2 separate regions of the Macaca mulatta genome follow, and region 2 is linked to region 1. Evidence: chromatin contacts called from public Hi-C data. All regions are on one chromosome and are shown on one strand. Each heading gives the region's core, a stretch centred on a gene start, on an enhancer-like site or on the middle of the called end of the contact. The rest is flanking DNA. Distances are from core to core; before and after follow the strand shown.

The links. A called contact is a pair of places that touch in the nucleus more often than the background predicts.
Region 2: a Hi-C map of cortical neurons shows a contact between it and region 1, with 3 times the contacts expected there. The contact joins the promoter of PRR14L here to the promoter of YWHAH-AS1 in region 1. A contact is called at or near these places in 2 of 14 Hi-C or Micro-C datasets (cortical neurons and fetal cortex germinal zone).

The regions. Positions count from the first base shown.
Region 1 is chr10:19,558,174-19,560,935 of T2T-MMU8v2.0, reverse strand. It overlaps YWHAH-AS1 (YWHAH antisense RNA 1), which reads right to left and starts at 1,454. Exons shown (of 4, transcript XM_015150105.3): 1 at 1,317-1,454. It overlaps YWHAH (tyrosine 3-monooxygenase/tryptophan 5-monooxygenase activation protein eta), which reads left to right and starts at 727. Exons shown (of 2, transcript NM_001266591.1): 1 at 727-918. The coding sequence starts at 832.
Region 2 is chr10:19,758,484-19,761,183 of T2T-MMU8v2.0, reverse strand. PRR14L (proline rich 14 like) reads right to left here and starts at 1,439. Exons shown (of 7, transcript XM_077949887.1): 1 at 1,300-1,439.

The DNA.
Region 1 (2,762 bases), core at 205-2,704:
TCAGGATGTGTGCGACTGCATGTGTCTGTGTGTGTGGCGGGGCCGTCCCCGAGGGTCGGACTCGATTCTGCCCGGACCAGTGCAGACCCAAGCACAGGGTGTGGCCTAGCAGAACCCACGGACAGGCAGGGCTCGGGGCGGGCGGGACGGCTGGGGCGGGGCGGGGCTGGGCTGACCCGCCCCTTGGGGCACGCGGCCTCCCGGCTTCTCCGCGGGTAGGTTTGCTTGCTTTTGGGGCCCTTCTCAAGCCACATCGCTAACGTGGTTGAAGTGGTGCGTTTCAGGGTGGCGCTATGACAATGCACTCCCCGTGCAGCCGCCATCACCGCGCCGCCTCCTCCGGCTCCGCAGTCTCCTGCCTGGCTTTCCCTTCTCCACCTCCATCTCTGCGGCGGTAAAATGCAGCACTCGCAGAGCGCCTGCGCGGCTTTCAAGCGGGGCGGCGGCGGCGGTGGCTATTTATAGTAGGTGACGTCACCTTGAAATAGACCGTTAGGGCCGGCCCGCCCTTCCCCCCTCCCACTCCAGCCGCTCCCCGCCGCCCGGCCTGGCCACTCTCACTGCGCAGGCGTCGTTTCGTCCTCCCATCCCCCAGCGCGACCGCCTCTCCTCCCTCGGCGGTGTCCGCGGCGCGAGCCACAGCGCGCGGGGCGAGCCAGCGAGAGGGCGCGAGCGGCGGCGCTGCCTGCAGCCTGCAGCCTCCGGGTCGGCCGGCGAGCCAGTGCGCGTGCGCGGCGGCGGCCTCCGCAGCGACCGGGGAGCGGACTGACCGGCGGGCGGGCAAGCGAGCCAGCGGCGTGAGGCGCGAAGCGAGGCCGAGCCGCGAGCGACATGGGGGACCGGGAGCAGCTGCTGCAGCGGGCGCGGTTGGCCGAGCAGGCGGAGCGCTACGACGACATGGCCTCCGCCATGAAGGCGGTGAGCGCGCCGGGAGCCCAGGCGGCTGGCCGGGGAGGCCTGGCTTTGGGGAGGGACGGGGATGGCCGCGGGCGGCGTTCCCCTCCCGGCCATGGGCGACCCCACGACCCGGCTGGGCGTGGCCGCCCGCGCTTCCCGCTCCCGCTGGGCGCCCCGCCACTTCCTGAGGCTGGGCCCGGGCTGGGGGATCCGGGAGGGTGCATCTCGGGGTCGCGGCGGCAGCCCCGTTGGGGGCGGGCGGGCCGGGGTCGCCACATCTTAGTTCGGATCCCGGGCGGGGGCAAAGGGTGCCCTAGGGGTCGTGAAGGAGCCGCATTCCTCCTACTAGAGCGTTTCACCGGACCCGGGGGCCCCCCCTCTCGTCTTCCTCCGTTCCCCGACTTGGAATAAAGAATCACCTAGTGAGTGGCGCCCTGTCTCAGCTGGTTTTCTCTGCTACGTCCTGAAGTCTGTAATTCCGATCTGTTTTGCTCTGCTTGTTCGAATTGTTCTGGTTTCATCTTCCCACTCCTGGGGGTCTGGCTTTGTGTGCGAAGACCCCTTTCCTGCAGTCTAGGCGTGGACGAGGGCGAGAGAGGGGGCGGAGGGTGTGGGGCCCATCACAGCCCCAGGTTTGCTGCTGCGCTGTCTGCCTGGAGATTAAAATGAAACGTGACTTCTAGGTGAGACTAATCTGTGTGCCTTTGCATTCCCGAGACCCTCATAAATCGATTCTGCAGCTTCTTCTCCGGTGGAGGAGTCGTGCCCAGCCACACCCTAGCAAAATACCGTGGGTCACACACCACCTGCATTTCTGAGTTCCGGTTACCATCTCACTCACTCTTCACGTTATTTTACGTTTTCTCTAAATGAGTATTTCCTCTCACTGTGTCAAGGTCACACAGTGATAGAACTACAGCTGCGGCCACCATCCTGCTATGTTCAGTGTACAACCTCCTGAGACCTGGGAGGAGCCCCTTGAACCCCGCCTTAGACCTACAGATGCAGAAATTCGGGGGTGAGACTCATATCTGCATCGTAACCAGCTCTCACAGGCGATTTTTAGCTGGCTTAAGTCTGAGAATTACTGCCCATGACTATAGTAAATGTATCCTTTGCTGGCCTTTTGGAGGGAGTTGCGAAAAAACTGCAAATACAAAGGCTCCCTAAAATCTTAAGTCATTTGGAAAGCTCATTTGAAGGCTGTTGACCTTAATGTCAGACAAAATATGTAGTTGGGGCTAATATTTAGGATTGTTCAGGTAAGAAAGGTACTTGAAGAGTTGCCTTTCCTGTGGTGTCCTTGTTACACACAACTGGGTGTGTTTGGAGACCAGCAACACTGTTGCCCGTATGTTGATTTGTGGGTGATCTTGACTTCAGCACTATTAGCATGCTGTTTTGGTGAGGCAGGAGGTTTTCTTCCAAACCGGGGGGCCGTCTAGGTCTGGAGGCTGAACTTCATGTAGTTCAGGGGGTCCTTTAAAAGAAAATCTAAAATATAATTTTTGCATATTGTACAGAAATGGGGCTGACTGAATGCATTTCCTTGGAAGGGATCCCGAACCTTAATTTTCTTTGGGATAAAGCTGCCTCTGTCCACAGCAGGTCACACTTAAAACTCTCCTCCCCAGTTACTGAGTGGTGCTGGGATTATGCAGGCTGAGGCCTCGCCACACATTTTCATGAAGTGGTTGCTCACCCTCTTAAGTGAGACGTAAAGACTGCAGTGTTAGGAGCCCTTTGGGAAATAAATGTGGTGAAAAGAAAGGAGGGACAAGGTTTAAATGAAGGGGAATGGAGGTGAAGGAAAAATGGCTAGAAGGTGCGTTCTGAAACAATCAGAAACCTGAAGCAACTTGAAA
Region 2 (2,700 bases), core at 190-2,689, 200 kb before region 1:
GTCAGGGAGTGGGAGAGGACATCTCCAACCAGTCAGGAAGAAGTGATACCTTCTGTGGACAAAGGAAGGGCTGGCTTCTGGCATCAGGTCTCCCTTTCTCTTAAGAGGACAGACCTGTTTCCAAAAGCTAAGTCTTTTTTTCTTGATTATTTTCATTGATGCTCTCTTTGTTAATGGGGGGGGGTATTGTACAGTAGGATCTAAGGGGACTGGAAATGTCTCTTTCTCTAACCCCTAAGTGGGAGGGAGTCTTCCACTCCAGTGAGAAAGGATGCTCGAACACTTGTGATGGGGGTTGGGAGGGGCACGCATGGAAAAATATGCTTCTCGGTGCAAGATATTAATTTTCTTTTTTAACAGATGAAGTTAAGAGTAACAGCAACAGCTTACCAAAAGCTTACTATGTAATTAGTATTTACACAAATGCTCCCTTAGCCCGCATGACAATTTTAAGAAAACAGAACCCAAATTGGAGATGGACTGAGATTGAGACAAGTTAAACAAATAGTCAAGGTCACAAAGATGTTAAGTGAGAGACCCAGGTTTGTAACTATCACACTCCAAAAGCCATGCTCTTAATTGTGCAAGGGAAAGGAGCTCACTGCACACCAAGAGGCTTAAAGGGAAGAAGAGAAGCGAGGCTCCCTCTGTGGACATCGCGATGGGAGAGGGAGAAAGGTTGACTTCTGATACCATAAAGTAAATTTTCAGGGTCTTCCTCTCCGTATCTTGGGGTACACGTGAAAAATAAAGGAGGAAGGTAAGTCTCTTTCTTACTGGGAAGAAAGATCCCCTCTGTCACTTTCAGGCAAGTTGAGTCTCACTCTTCACCTGGGGGACGCTGACCAAAGTTGGGGGAAAGGTCTCATTTAGGGGTTATCTCTTACTCCTCCTCAGGATAAGTTCAGAATGCCCCTCGAACCCCGGGAGTGGGTCTCCCTCTGCTGACCAACGGATGAGCGCTAAGAAAGAGCGTACGCCTCCGATAAGGGGCGTCGTCCTCTGCGAGGAGATAAGTTGGGGGATCCCTGTCGTATCGAGGTTGAAGAGGAGTCTCTCTCCCGCGTCGGAGCCATGACTTGGAGAAGCCGCTTTTCTCTCTAGCGACGCGGGGCCTGGTCTCCTCCCTCTCCCTGGGTCGTTCCGCCGCCCACAGGGCAGCCTTGGTTCCTTTCCGCGCCCCAAGAAGGCTGGGGGCCCGGACTCCCCTTTAGCCAGCACCACCCGGCGGAGGGTCCCTTTAGGGCGGAGTGGGGCGGGGCGGCTACGCCCGAAGCCTTCCAGTCCCCGGCCTCTTACCCTGAGACCTGCTCCGCGGCCCGCGCTTGCCCAGCCAGCTCAGCCTCTGCAGCTGCAGCCCAGTCGTCGCCAAGTCTACCTGAGCCTACGGAGCCGACAGAGCCCGGGGACGCTCCGGCCGCCGCCACCTCTTCGTCTCTATGGTCCCCCTGCACTTCCTCATCCGGGGCCCGAGCCAGCCATGCGGACTCGCCCAAATCCCGCCCCCGCACCGCGCGCGCGCACTCCAAGGGGAGGCTCTTCCTGCTTCTGACCTCCCGCCCTCTGCTAACCCCAGCCTCCCTCAATCCCGCCCCTGCGACTCAAATTTTCAAAGGGAAGCACAACTTTTGGCGCTGCTCCCGCTGAGCCACAGGACCCAGTGCCTACGTCCACTGCTGTCACCCTGTTCCAGTCCACCGTTTTTCTAGTCTGGACGGCTACAATTCTAAGGGCCTGCCTGCTTCCACTCTGGCAGCCCAAGAGATCTTATTATACTGGAAATAGTGTTTTGGGTCACGACACTCCTCTGCTTCTTCTCATCACAGTGACCGCTAAATAAACGGCACCCCTGCCTCCAGTTGGTTACAGAACCTTGTTTTATTTTCTTCATAGCTTTAACAGTAGCTGCAATTTCTGTGTCTCATCTCTCTATTGACTCGTTTATAATTTATCTTCCTCCACCTTGTCTGTTTTGTTCATCACTTAATGCTCAGCACCAACAGCAGTGTCCAGCACAAAACTAGACACTAGACGGACATTTGAAGGAAGGAAGAAATGTTTATCCAGGGGAAGAATTGAGGCGGCACAGAGAATTAAATCGACTTGCTCCAAATCATACACCTTTGTGTTAAAAAATAGAACTCGACCAGGCGCCGTGTCTCTCGCCTGTAATCCCAGCACTTTGGGAGGCGAAAGCGGGAGAAGTACTTCAGCCCAGAAGTTTGAGACCAGCCTGGGCAACACAGTGAGACATCGTCTCTGCCAAAAAACAAACAAACAAACAAGAAACAAACAGCTGGGTCTGGTGATGTGTGTCTGTAATCCCAACTACTCTGGAGGCTGAGGCAGGAGGATCACTTGAGCCTGGAAGGTTGAGGCTGCAGTGAGCGGTTATCATGGCACTGCACTCCAGCCTGGGTGACACAGCAAGACTCTTTCTCAAAACAAAACAAAAATTGCTCAGATGTTGATGCACCTGTGCTCCTAGCTACTGGGGAGCCTGAAGCGGGAGGATCGTTTGAGCCCAGGAGTTTGAAGCTGCATTGAGCTATGATGGTACCACCACTGCACTCCAGCCTGGGCAAGAAAACAAGACCCTGTCTCTTAAAAACAAAAACAAAAACAAAAAACTGAACGATTCAAAGTTTCTTTTCTTTTCTTTTTCTTTCTTTTTCTTTTCTTTTTTTTTTTGAGACGGAG